Regions from separate parts of the Mus musculus genome. Here region 2 is linked to region 1. The links are chromatin contacts, called in public promoter capture Hi-C maps. All regions are on one chromosome and are shown on one strand. Each heading gives the region's core, a stretch centred on a gene start, on an enhancer-like site or on the middle of the called end of the contact. The rest is flanking DNA. Distances are from core to core; before and after follow the strand shown. Region 1 holds the start of Kcne4 (potassium voltage-gated channel, Isk-related subfamily, gene 4). Region 2 has its middle 26 kb from the start of Ap1s3.

Region 1 (7,166 bases), core at 1,322-3,821:
AAAGCTCTTGAGTAGCTCCCTTTAAATTTCTCTTTCCCTCGGTTGGGTGTGTTAACATCCTCCCATCCACACGACTCTGCAGAGGAAACTATGCTGCCAGCTTCTTCAGTCGCATCCTGGGAAAGCCACAGTAAGGAAGGCCGATGATCCAGCCTCGAATTCCCCAGCTACACATATCCAAAGTCTCCAACTGTGTCTTTAAGTCAACACATCTTTCTCCAGACTAAGCGGCCAAAGGGGAAATACTTGCTCCAAACTTCCTCACACCAGGCTGTGGAGGATTTATCACACAGTACAAAGTCTAAAGATGTCCTCCCAGCCCCCTGGGGCTGCACAGCCTCAGGAGCCTCATGTAGGCAGAATCTTGTGATGACATGCCCAGAACCTCACAGTGAATGAGTGTCAGGGCTCAGACCAGGAAGCACATTGCTTGAACCCCAGCTCTGCTCGATCTCGCCTAAGTATGCCCTTCCAGGGTCCAGCTACGTGACAAAACCCCATATTATGAGGCCCACATGTGTCCTTTCTGGCCTCAGAAAACTAGGCTGGGAAAAAGAGCTGCAGCAGAGCTGTCAATGATTTGGCCTTGTATAACCCCACCATTACCCAATCTGTGAAGGTCAGGAGGACCACCATGAACAGCCATCCCGAATGCAGGCTTGGTTATGAGGAAGCTGACTGGCAAAGAAAGCCATGCTCACCTGCAATGCTGTAGAGTTCAAGCTCACAGGTGAGACAAAAGCTCAGATGAGGTCATAGCTTATACTCCCAGCTAATTCAGACATGTGTACGAATTACCTTCTCCCTTTGCATTGTGCAAACAATCTGGGTTCTCTCTTCAGCTTTCTCCCACCTCCAAGTGAAATATATAACTGTCTCTAATCGAATGCCACAGGCACACATTAAAGATACTTACAGCCCATCAGATCTAGAAGAACAAAGCTCTAGGAAAATTAGCAAATCGAAACGAGTCCTTCAGCCTGCCCTGGGCAGTTGTCAGCCCTGGGCACAGACAGATGCTGCAGAAGTTACCCAGGGCCTCCAGTGAAAAAACACCACATTATCCAGCCAGATGCTGACCACAGACCCACCACCACCCAGGCCCCAGAGTCAATGGTCATGCTGTATGTCTCTGGGACTTTTTCAGAGATGAGTCCCACAGGAACCTCAAGGACTGCAGCTGAGCCTTGTCTCTCCCTGCCCCATTTTGGAGCTTGCCCTCAGTCTGTTCAATGTGGCAGCCGCAGAGCAAAAGCGAAACCCGGCACTTGGCAAGTGTCTTCCCTCTGTCAAGTGTAGCTTACGGAGCTACCTCCTAGCACCTGGTGGGTGCTAGGAATTCTGGTGGATGTTCTCGGAAGAGCCTTCACTGCTGTCGTTGAGAGGCGTCTCGGAGGTCTCCTCCAGCTCGTCATCAGCCCCCTCCTCCTGGATGGGAAGGTGCACATCAGGAGAGGAGGACTCGGAGCTCACACTGTCCCCTTCCATCGAGCAAAGAGTGCAGGACAGTGCCGGCGCCACACTCTCCTGCAGCATATTCAGCATCATGGGCACCTGCCCTGACCTCAAGCCGGACATCATAGGTAGCGGCTTCATAGCCTCCCCCCACAGCCTCTCCTCGTCTTTGTACAACAGCAGAAGGCTGGACTTCTTCTCCCGCCTCTTGGATTTCATGTAGCCCAGCATGATTCCGATCAGGAAAACGCCATAGAAGGACATAACGACCAAAATATAGAAGTATTCATTGCCATTACCACTGCTGTTACTAGGCACATGGGACTCGAGGGGGCTGCTGGAGGCTGCAGCGCTGGGGTATGTGCTGTTCAGAGGCTCCATCCTCAGCATTGAATTGCCGCTCACACAGCCGGGATCTGGGGAGAGAGCCGCAAGTTAAACCTTCCACCTGGATCCATGGGACAGGCAGAAGGCAAGCACATGGCTCGTGAAATTGCAATAGATCAAAATACACCTATTTTGATTAAGAACAGGAATGAAAGAAAGAGCTGAACGTAAGGCATCTCACCAAGCAGTCAACGGGTTAGCTCAGAGAGCTTGGAGCAAGTAAGAGAAATTAGGGGAGGGAAAGGAGGAAAAAATGAGAAAAATGTTCACCAGATAGAAAAATCGGTGATAGACAGACAGGTGATCGATAGGTAGGTAGATAGATAGATAGATAGATAGATAGATAGATAGATGGATGGATGGATAGATTATACACTTTATTTACATTTCAGAAAATAACTATGCATTAGCTCTATACTTTGAACATTATAGACCATATAAGGATTCATGGGGGGAAAGCATCTTAAAATTGAAAGGCATGCTTTAGCTGGCACGGCAGAAGCAAACTTTACATTTTGTTTCAAAAGCTTCAACTTCCAAAACAAAGTTTCCTTACATAAAAAAGAAAGAAAGAAAACTTTCTCTATTAATAGAACTATTCCCCCTTGCATGTCTCCGAAGACAAGGAGTCTTGCTAACTTACCAAAAGCTGACAGTTTGTCCCAAGTGTGGAACTCTTAAACGGCCAAATCTGAGGATGTTTCTCTTCTCTGTCAGGCTCTGCGCTCTGACAGCCCGGCTGCTGTCCTTGGGATATATAGTCAAGAAATGCATCGTCACGTGTTCCGGGAGGAAAATTTACAACAGAGGTTGACTGTGGCTGAGCAAGCAGCAAACTCAAAGCGCTGCAGTTCAACTCTCTGAACTCTGCAGCTGTGAAGAGAGAAGGAGGGGGGGAGTAGGAGCTCCCTGTCCCGGACCGACCAACCCAGCTCAGAGCAAGAGGCTTTGGGTGGCCAAAATCAAAGTGTGAAAAGGGGAGAAAAAAAAAGTGCTGCATTTGAACTGATACCCCAAAGCCCACTCTCACTGACTGAGTTTGTTTCCTTTTCCTTGTGGAAAGTGATTGGTTGATATGTTACTAATAGGTTTTCATGGGGAATCCAAACCATTAGAATGAAAGACAGTGGGGAGCAAAGGTAGGGTTTAGAGTCAAGAAACAGAAGTGGATGCTCACAGTCAGCTATTGGATAGATTAACAGGGCCCCCAATGGAGGAGCTAGAGAAAGTACCCAAGGAGCTAAAGGGAACTGCAACCCTATAGGTGGAACAACATTATGAACTAACCAGTACCCCGGAGCTCTTGTCTCTAGCTGCATATGTATCAAAAAAGATGGCCTAGCCGGCCGTCACTGGAAAGAGAGGCCCATTGGTCATGCAAACTTTATATGCCCCAGTACAGGGGAACTCCAGGGCCAAAAAGTGGGAGTGGGTGGATAGGGGAGTGGGGGGGAGGGTATGGGGGACTTTTGGGATAGCATTGGAAATGTAAATGAGGAAAATACCTAATAAAAAATATTTTAAAAAGAAAAAAAAAGAAACAATTGCTTCCGTGTTACGTTCTTCCACTAATTGAGTGAATTTGATAAACCCTCCCTTAACCTTCCCAGGCCTCGTATTGCTGCAGTAAAACTGTTGGCTAGTGAGGGGCAGGACTGCTCAGCAAACAGAGTTCTAAGAACTTTATGAGTTTTGGGTTTGTTTCAGCTTAACTACTTTAAAATGCAAGCTTCTACTTGCTCACATTATGCTCACAAATATTGTCCTTACAATCTCTTTTAGAATCTTTCAGATTCTGTCCAGAGATTGGTGGGCAACACTAATGCAGCAATTGAGAGGCAAATCAAGGGGAGCCTGAGCTCTGTGTCAGCTGAGCTACAAAGATAGAGTTTGTATGAAGACAAAAATCTTCAGATTCTCTTTAGTGAGCCGGACTAAGTGGAAATGTGCTGGCGAGAGCTACTGAGAGCAGGTTTTGCTCCATTCTACCTCACATGGCAGTGCCTCTGAAGCACCAGACAAGAGTGCCACACATCTCTGGGTATCTCAGACAGGTCATGGGAGAAACAGGTATTCTCAGCGAACCACCAAGCAAGGTTCAAAACAAGCTGCTATGCGTGACATGAGAAGAATCACCAAGAACTTGCTCGCTCGCTGGGCTGTTTACTCTAAAGGGCTGTCATTCTAATCCAGGGAAACTGGCAAGGAGCCTTTACATCTAGTAGCCTCTGTCCAAGGAGCCGCAGCAGGGCTGGCATGTATGACAACTTTAAAGACACCATCATTGATGGGTCTACTGACACTGAGCTGAAGGCACGGAGAAACATGTAAACTTCCCTCTGACTGCATACAGCACATACGATCCAGATGCTAGAACTGTCATTGTGAGTCTGGCTCTGTGCCTGATGTGAATTCTGACAGGCATCCTGGGAAAAAGAGTTGGACCAGTAACTTACAGCACTGGACAACACACCAGATGCTTTGGTCAGTGCTCACCCCGTAAATCTCCAGCCGGCACGGAGGGATCGGCCACTGACCCCAGCACCAAGGTTGTTCATGCCAGGAAATTTCACTCATATCAGTACATCTGGGTTCACCACTCTGCCAGTTCAAAACTCTACAGCTACATGGTAGACCTGACCTTTTCCACCCACCCACCACATAAGCACTGGCGGATGTCCAATCCACATGGGCATGCCATGGCACATCTGGAATATTAGAATAGGAAAGTACCATGAGAAGCATTCCTATTGGTACTTGCCATAGTAGTATTGCCCAGGTACCCTGAGATAGATGAGATTAGTCATCACTAGGGGATTGCCAGGCACTGCAAACTAGAAAAAAGAAGGTAGAGAAATGGGTCACCACATCTTAACAGGAGCTGGAGCAGGAGCTGACAGCCAGGTGTTAGAAAGCCAAGCAGCCACTGAGTGTTAAACAAAATCAATCCCAGGCCTGAGCCTATTGCCCCAAGGCACTAAAACCAAGAACAGTCCTGGCTTCTGGAACAAATCCAGAAAGGAGGCCAATGGACTAAGAAGTCAGAAGCAGAGGGAGAATCAAATCCAAGGATTTGTCACAAGCAAGCATTGTCACAAGTGTCAGAGAAAAAAGGTACCCTTGAAACCACAGACTGCCTGCTGGAGACCCTGTGACCTCTGATGCCCCCAAACTCTGCAAGTATCTTTCTGGGAAACACTGGAGGAAATCACTGAGCACTGTCAAGCAGAGACATAGCTCGGTTTATGTGTTTGGTTGTCCTGGTTGGGTACCCCGGTGATAATCTAAGGCTTCTGGAAGCTTCTCGTGCACAGCCACTTTCTGAGGCTGCTCTTTGCTTTCGAACCTCCCCTTAGACTGGGAATGAAACTGAAGATTTGGGCTTGCAAGCTCCTGACTCCCTCAGTCTTCCCCAGAGGCCCTCTTCACAGCAAGTCTGTAAGAAGCCTGGCTGTGAGCAATGGTGTTAATAAAGAGAGAACTGAGTGAAGTGTGTTCCGTTTGATCATGAATCAAAGGGTGGGGTTTGTGTGTGTGTGTGTGTGTGTGTATGTGTGTGTGTGTGTGTGTGTGTGTGTGTGTGTGTGTGTGTGTGTGTGTGTAGGCCAGTGGTTGATATTGAAATGTCTTCTCCAATCACTCTCCCCTTTATTTTTTTGAGACAGGGTCTCTCAGTGGACCAAGTTTGCTGTTTTGGCCAGGCTGGCTGGGCATTGAGCCCCTGGGATCTGTCTGTCTCTGTCTCCCAAGCTCTGGGCTATTTATGTCAGTATGGGGGACCCAAATTCAGGTCTGCATGCTTTCACAGAAAGTACTTTACCCATTAAGCCATGTCCTCAGCCCAAGGTTCTAACTTTTTAATATGTGAAAGTCCACTTGCCCAAGCACTGTGTGTGGAAAAGACTCTGCTTCAAGCCTCTCCAGCACCGAAGTCAGGCAGCTCACAGTCACCTGTGGCTTCAACTCCAACAGATCTGACACCTCCTCCTGGATTCTGTGAGCACTGGCCCATAGCCGTAGAAAAATAGACATAATTAAAAATTTAGGAAAAAAAATCTTTAAAAAATAATCGATTAGCCATATATGCCCAGGTCTATTTCTCAACTGTTTATTCTAACAGTTTTGATTAAACCACTTTAAATTGGCATTTTAAATAAGTGCAAGATATGCTGCAGTTGCTATGTAGCTGGATTAGTCCCTAGTACTCAGGAAACAGAGGCAGGACCTCAGCAAACACAAGGCCAGCCTGGTCTACAAAGTGAGTTTCAGGCCAGCTAGAACTACATGGTAAGACCCCTTAAAATAAATTACCTGGGTGGGTGTCTATGCTGTACCAAGCTCACATCAATCCAGTGAATTATTATAACCATTTCATTAAAAAGGACATTGAAAAACCAAGGTGTCTGCAAGTTTCCCAAAGCCATGGTGTCAGTGATAAAATCAAGAGAGTGTGTGTGTGTCTGTCTGTCTGTCTATCTGTCTATATGTGTATATGTGTATATGAATACAAATAAGACTGTGTATGTGTATATGTGTATGTCTGTCTATATGTGTATATGAATGTGCATGTGTGTTTATGCATGTGGTGATTAGAATGCCATGTTGTGTGTCCTCCTCAACTGTCCTCCACCTTATAAGCTTTGTCAGTGAACCTTGACCTAATGGATTGAGAGATTCTCCTGTCTCACCCTCCCCAGCTTTGAGTTCCAGATGTGAGCCGTGGCATCCAGCATTCTACACGAATGCTGAGAATCAACTCCGGCCCTCCTGCTTGAGAGGTGAGCACTTGCCAATGGAACTCTCTCTTCTTGTAGAATCAGGCCTGAGGAACACCAAGGCCTGTTTGCCTCTACTCTCCTTTCTCTCGCTGAAGAGAAAACAAAAAGTATTTCAGAGAGAGTAGAAAATGAGCGTTCAGTATTTAGTCTCTGGGGTCTTTATAAGCCTAAATACTCAGACATAACCATAAGCATTACATTACAAACTGTTTTTTTTCTCTTGAATTTCATGCTACTCTCAGCATTAGAAGTTGTACCTCCTTAGAATATTCTCGAAAGAATATCAGTGAAGCAGTAATCCCCTTGTCCTATATCCGTGTGACCCTGAGGACAACTGTTTCCCTTTAGCCTACATACACAGCTTGTCTGTGGTCTGTGTTTTGATGTGGTGTGTTCTTTTCTCTCTTTTCTCTCCCCCCTGACTCATCCTGACACACACTTTCTCTAGAGCTTTGAGCATTTGAGGACTTTCATTTCCTGGTGACGTCATTTTCACCAAATGACCCAAGAGTCCTGGCCACACATCTCTGAAATTATGTTAACAGC
Region 2 (7,166 bases), core at 1,293-3,792, 880 kb before region 1:
TTCCATACATGGCCGAATTTCATTGCTGTGCACACTGGGCCCAGTATTTCTTGGCTCTTGCTGGAGTTGGGTGTCTGTAACTCCCTGAGATCTGCCTAGCAGTAGGGAAGAAGGTCTCATTGTAGATGAGGGACTCCTGTCACCACCTGTCACCACCATTTCTCCCACAGTAGTCATGGGAACACATGGAGAACGGAGAGTGCCTCCACCCCGGAGATCACATGTGCTCCAGACCTGAGGTCGACACACCACAAACAGGAATACAGCTCCATTTTCTGCACTCACCAAGGTAGAGATGTATGTGATCTGGGGACAAGGGAAGTGGGTAGGGCAGTGTGTGTTTCAGTTACAGCATAGTCTTGACTTTTATAGCACTATTTCATTTTTGCATTGTGAAATTATATTTTCACATTTCTGATAACTAGATTAGAGGAAGAATGGGGCCTGGAGAGATGGCTCTGCAGTTAAGAACAGCACCCGCATTATGCTATGCATAGAGAACATGAGGTTAGTTTGAGACTTCTAAGGGACCAACAGAAATCAAGGGAAAATTTTATATTTAAGGGAGAATTAATGAACGGGACCTTAGGAGGGAATACAGGCTATCTGAATGCACTTGGCTCCTCACTTGAGCCTGTGGTCACTCACGTCTCCTTTCAGAATGCACATGCCAGGCTCTCCTTACATGGCACACGTCATGAGATTCCCAGGAAGCGAGTTATTGTTAATGAGCACAATCTACAGATAGTTCTGTTGTGCAGTTTTCCTCAAGCTGTTGGAAGGAGAGGAACTGGAGAGCAGCTCCTAAAAGCTGGGCTGTCTCCACAAAACCACGACACTGAAGGGAGGAGAAGGCCCATGGCAGAAACGTGTTTCTGGATTTACTGGTGTGAAACACCCCCACCACCACTCCCACCACCAACACACACACACACACACACACACACACACACAGTTGTTGTTGAGGCAGGGCTTCATGCAGCCTAGTCAGTCTGCAGACTCTATGGAGCCAACAGTGGCCTTTACCTTGGGATCCTTCCGCCTCTCCTCCCAGTGCTGGGAGCTTGTTGTAAGCCCTTCCCATGCTCTCTTCCTTTTAGGACCTTGTAGAACAGCTCCTAGCCTTTTACCCAGGAGTCCTGCTCCGATCCCCAGGGAATCCCAAATTGCAGTTGTGTACTGAAAATATGTCGGATGTGTCCCAGGTGTGGTAATGTTTATATATGATAAAAAGATAATAGTTACTGATAAGTAAAGTTGGGCAGGCTTGCATACATAAACCTGAACACAAAGCCTGTCAGCTGTTCCTTCAAGAAATATCCCAGCACTGGCCACCAAACAGCATCCGTCCCCATGTTCCAAGCCACTGCCTTCCTGGTTGTCTGTTGGTTTCTGTCAGCCTGCTGTCAGAGCTGGTGCAGCGTGACTCAAATCATGCTAGTCTATAAGCCCAGCTCACAACTCTTGTCCCATCCCAGTATAAGTTCTAAAATGCTCTCATTATCCTTACCCCTCGGATCTGTTATGGCCTCTTACTCTTATCCAGCCACACCTATGTCCTTGTCATCATTTCTCTAACTCATAAAAATATTATTTATTATTCATTTATTTATTGGCAGGGGAGACATGTGGGTGCCAAACTTGGCCTTGGGGCAGGTTTTTCCCCCTATCATTTGAGCTCCCAGGAATTGAACTCTGGTCCTTTGGCTTAGCAGTGACTGCCTTCATCCATTGAGCCATCTTGTCAGCACCGGCCTTCCCACCCCCCCACCCCCCAGCCCCGCCAAGCCTCTATTAGGAAATTTGTGGATAGCTTCATGAGCATATTGTCAGGCACTGTGATGGTCATTTGGCTGATGCTTTGAGGATGTGGTTAAGCGGTAGAGCACTCCCTGGCAAGTGCAAAGTAAGTTCAATCCCCAGAATATGCAGAGTGGATGGAGAGAAACACTTGCTGCACACTGACCCTTAACGACTTGATAAGTTGGGGCTGGAGAGATGGCTCAGCTCTTCCAAAGGTCCTGAGTTCAATACTCAGCCACCACAAGGTTCCTCACAACCATCTGTAAAGGGATCTGATGCCCTCTTCTGGTGTGTCTGGAAATAGCTATAGTATATTCATATACAAAAGAATAAATCTTCAAAACAAAACAAAAACAACTTGGTAAGTTGATCAGTAAAACACAACAGTCCATCTTTTTTTTTTTTTTTTTTTTTTTTTTTTTTTTTGGTGTTTTGAGAAAGGGTTTCTCTGTGTAGCCCTGGCTGTCCTGGAACTCAGTTTGTAGACCAGGCTGGCCTGGAACTCAGAAATCTACCTCCCAACTGCTGGGATTAAAGGCGTGTGTCACCATGCCCGGCACAACAGTCCATCTTTAAAGTAACAGTGCTGGTCCAGTTCGTGTCAGTCAGCTGCTCTGTGAAGTTAAAAAAGCAAGTGATGTGAATTTGCTCAGAGAGTGAGCATGGAGTGGGGCCTTTGGGTGGCTGTTTCCTCACAGCCATCCTTACACCACCACAATTCCCTGGCATGCCACTGACACTTTAGCCAAAGGCTGGAAGTGGTATGAGATAGAGGTACAAGACAGACTGTGGTAAGCCACAGAGACTGTGGGGAGGGGTTGGTTATCCTAAAACAGCAGAGTCTACTGGGGGGGGGGGGGGCAGGGGGAGGAGCCTTCTTACCATGAGACTGTAAGAAGCTGCCCTCAGTTTTATGTTCTTATGGATGCTGTTGTAGTTCCTAAGTTATTTCCACAGAATTTCAGACCTTCCTCCTATGAAGTGATGATGTCTCTTGTCTTCCCCTTAAAAGAGCCCACTTCAGTGACTCACCAGACCAGCCTTGGTAACAGGTCTGGGAAACTGGGAAAAGGTAAAACTATGTGGTTCTGAGGCTAAGTCAGAAAATGGCACCCAGTCCACATCTGTCTGTGGGAAAGCAGCTCCAGCTGCCAGCCGGCGCAGGCATCCAGCCTTGTGAGTGGCCCATCCTGAACATCCTGCACAGATGCAGCCAACAACATCTGGAAAATCATGAGAAACTAGAAACAGGCACAGCTGTGGGACCCTGCTCTCAGATTCCTGACCCACAAAAGTGTGGACAATAAAACAGACTTTGAAAGTCAGTGTTAGTGTGCTTTGTTACACAGCAGTAGTGTCCTGATACATGAAGGCCTGGTCTCCAAGCTCCTCACCGGATTTCCAGCATGCAGAGCTGTCTGCAAAGAAAAGCTGCTGCCCCGAGGTGGCTGCTTTTCTACCAGGGCCAGCTGAGGGCATGTTCTCCTTAAACTCCTTCCCTTTACCTTCCTGAGACCTGCAAGCTTTTCTTTTAACCAACAAGATAACTACATATTACTATATTTATTGGATATAGAGATGCTGGAGGTCTACAGTGTTTTATAAATTATGCACAGTGATTAGAGCAGTCAGAAAAGCTGAGTTACTGAGCTTTCCACAATGAAGCAACTGCCTCTTACATGTAATTTTTGTCCTTTACGCGTGAGTTTTTGTTGACACACAGTTCACTTGTTGAGAAAGCCTTGAGCAGAGCGACGCTCCCGCTGTGGTGAGCTTCCATCCTTGCAGAGGGAAGCAGTGACCCAGCAAATAGGTAACGTGCACAGAGTGCCGGAAAGTAGTAAGTGGGAAGGAAGCAAACAAAAGGAGCCGCAGATGGAAGGCTCAGTGTGTGTGTGTGTGTGTGTGTAGGCAGCTTGCCAAGTTAAACTGTGCTCAGAGTGACACATGTACAAAGATTTTAAAGGAGGAGAGAGCAAAGCCAGAAACAAGGAAAGCGGTCCAGGGAAGAGAAAACAGCTCATGTGTGTGTTCAGCTTGCTCCCCAGAGTGCATGTGAATTAAGCTCAGCACAAGGTTGTAAGGGTACTTAAAACACTGAAGTTTCGTTGACTTTTTCTTTTTTTAACAATTTAAAAATACTTGATTGCAAACTTCTCAGGCATGAACTTGGTTATGACAGTGTTGTGAGGTGATGTCAAAAGGCCAGACACACCTGGCCCTCATCGAAAGCTTCGTGTGTCTGGAGAGAAGCAGTGATCTAGACTGCATACAGCCCAAGTGATGAGGAGCCTCTCCAGAACCTGTGAAAGCCAGGGCGGTGGGGTGTGTCTGGGGGCGGGGCTTGTCCATCATTCAGGGACACTGCAAAGCCCATGGCCTTTCCCAAGTATAAGAAACCCATTGCAGTCGGGCAGAGATGGCACACTCCTTTAATCCCAGCACCTGGGAGGCAGAGGCAGGTGGATTTCTGAGTTTGAGGCCAGCCTGGTCTACAGAGTGAGTTCCAGGACAGCCAGGGCTATACAGAGAAACTCTGTCTTGAAAAAACAAAACAAAACAAAACACCCCGTTGTATGTCAGAAGGTCTTGGGTGCCAGGACATCATGACTTTTCTTGTGCATTGTGAGTACGTCATTCTGGCAACTGCTCCACCTGGTTTGTAAGGGGTAAGGTGCAAACAGGGTGCTGAAGAGGCTGAGGTGAGGGGTAGCCCTGAGGAGTCAAGGATGGGATGCATGGCAAAGGAAGCATGAGGGGATCATGTGTTGGGTGTATTTTGGAGGAAACCTGTGCATGGCTTCCTGATGCGATGGATAAAACGAGTCAGGAGCCAAAGACAACAAGATTTGGTCTGAGAAACAGCAAGGTAAATTGGAGAGCTACTGGAGACAGAGTGGAGCTGTGACTTCCAGCCCATCCACAAAGAGCAGCTGTACAGTGGCCAGCACAGGACCAGGCTGGGTGGAGGACGGGGTGGACAGAAACACTGATAATCCAGTGCATCGCTTCAGGAAATGGGGCTTCTGCTGAACTGAAGTCCTAGAGGCAATTAGGGTCTTCTGTGTGCCAAGTCCTTGATGCACACATGGTACCATCACAATGGTAGGTGTCTTCTTCCTGCAGGTATTGAACCTCCCTCAAACAGGTGTGTGTGATAATTTGTTGTGTCTGACTTTTTTTTTTTTTTTAAGATTTGTTTATTTTATGTGAGTGCACTGTAGCCATCTTCAGACACACCAGAAGAGGGCATCAGATCCTATTAGAGATGGTTGTGAGCCACCATGTGGTTGCTGGGAAATGAACTCAGGACCTCTGGAAGAGCAGCCGGTGCTCTTAACCACTGAGCCATCTCTCCAGCCCCTGACTTTTCTTAAGAGTTTTAATAAAGCCATGTGCTCTTATGGTCCCAGTCTACCTTGGTAATTTATAGATTTAGGAATCAGGTAACAGTCTTAAGTTCCATGGGTGGTGTTGGCCAGGTGGTAGTGTCTATATAAACAATGCACAGTTAACTTGCACCAATCTTTTGTACTTAGAATGGAACCAAATGCTGCTTCTTATAAAACAGTCACCTAGGGGGTTATTGACATTGTTGGGTCCAAGTCTGAGCTCAAGGAGTCCTGGCCACCTTACCCCTATTACAGCCTTTAAAGAGACAAAGGACACTGAAAAAAGAGTGAACTTACTCAATGTGGTCACATCTGGGAATGGTAAGAAATGGGAATCAAAGCCAGGTGTGGTGGCATACACCTTTAATCCCAGCACTCAGGAGGCAGAGACAGGTGGATCTCTGTGTTTGCGGCCAGCCCTTTCTACAAAATGAGTTCTGGGACAGCCGGGGCTGTTACAAACCTATCTCAAAAATGCAAAAGAAAAATAGGGGAGTTGTCGAGTAACTCCCCAAGTACAACTTCAGTGTACTAGCATGAGGTTTAGGTTTCAAGAGATTACAAGAGATACGGATATTTAACCAGTGCTGGTCAAGGTATGGTCCTAACTGTCACTGACCTACCATCTCTGATCCAGTTCATCCTGCAAGGTAGGATCCCCATCCTACCTTGGTAGATCCAAGGTAGGATCTTCCATCCAGGAAGTTGTCAGGACTGTGTGAAGTCTTCCTGGGCAACAACTTTTATTGTTTTTGCTGTCATGAGAGCTTTGGCCCTTAGTACTTTCCCACTCAGGAGATTCCTCAGGAGGTTTTAGTTGTTCGGTGTTCATTGTTCCAGCAGCTGGACAGCACAACTGTCTCTCCTTAAAATCCCTTTGTCTCTTGCCTGGATGGCGACAAGGTCAAGCACAGCTCGAAAGACATCACAACACAGGGAGTTTGCATGCCTCCCTGCTTCCCGACGGAGTCTCGAGACTGGGGTCCCTCAATAGTTACATTTCTGTTGCTGTGCTCAAGTACGATGACTAAAAGTAACTTAGGCAAGATTTGTTGCTTTTCCCATAATCATAACTGTCACAGTCATAGGATGTGTCACAAAGTGCCTGGTAGTGGGAGCAGAAAAAATGAGCTGATCCGATCTTCAGCCTCTTGCCAGCAACGGAGGATCAGGAAGTACAGCGTGTCCTAAGTCCTCCAATCCCGCCTCCAGTGATGTATCCCAGTAACAAGGCTCCACTCCCTAAAGGTTCCGTACCTTTCCCAAACAGCAGCATCACAGTGTTCAGTGTTCCCTATGGGGGACATTTCCTCAATCTGCTACAGAGGCTTTTAAATAGTCTTATCCCATACCCCAAAGTACATTTTCGTCTCCATAAAGCTTGGGTGTCAGTGCCATGGGTTTAATGAAGGTTTTGTGTTGTGTTGTTTGGTGTTATTGTTTGTTTGTTTGTTTGTTTGTTTGTTTTAACTGTCACGTTTCAAGTATAACTTGTGAAAATCAACAAATGAAAATTACCAAATGTGCCGGGCAGTGGAGGCATACCCCTTTCATCCCAGCACTTGGGAGGCAGAGTTAGACAGATTTCTGAGCCTGGTCTACAGAGTGAGTTCCAGGACAGCCAGGGCTACACAGAGAAACACTGTCTTGAAAAGCCAAAAATAACAAATGTATATTCTAGCCAAGAATCAAAGTGCCAGGCTGAAGAGATGGCTCAGAGGTTAAGAGCACTGACTACTCTTCCAGAGGTCCTGAGTTCAAATCCCAGCAACCACATGGTGGCTCACAACCATCTGTAATGGGATATGACACCTTTCTCTGGTGTGTCTGAAGATAGCAACAGTATACTCATATAAATATTTTTTAATTAAAAAAAAAAGAAAGTGCCTATCTTAATTCCTAGCATGGGAGAAGTCAAACCAGGAAGATCATGTGTTCCTGTCTCAAGAAAACAAAATTAAGGGCTGGAGA

Evidence for each region. Promoter capture Hi-C pulls out the DNA fragments that hold promoters and counts their contacts.
Region 2: a contact with region 1 is called in a promoter capture Hi-C map of embryonic stem cells, with 6 times the contacts expected there. The contact joins the enhancer-like site here to the promoter of Kcne4 in region 1. A contact is called at or near these places in 8 of 39 promoter capture datasets (the C10 cell line, cranial neural crest, embryonic stem cells and 3 more) and 1 of 9 other capture datasets (adipose tissue).

Annotation. Positions count from the first base shown.
Region 1 is chr1:78,812,316-78,819,481 of GRCm38.p6, reverse strand. It overlaps Kcne4 (potassium voltage-gated channel, Isk-related subfamily, gene 4), which reads right to left and starts at 2,571. Exons shown (of 2, transcript NM_021342.2): 1 at 2,486-2,571; 2 at 1-1,871. The coding sequence starts at 1,845. The coding sequence ends at 1,333. The region is part of intron 3 of Gm29536 (predicted gene 29536); the gene reads left to right.
Region 2 is chr1:79,694,082-79,701,247 of GRCm38.p6, reverse strand. No RefSeq gene overlaps it. Among named protein-coding and RNA genes, the nearest start is that of Ap1s3, 26 kb to the right of the region's middle. Within about 2 kb of position 2,542, at least 87 of the 459 cell types and tissues checked have an H3K27ac peak or open chromatin away from gene starts, as enhancers often do.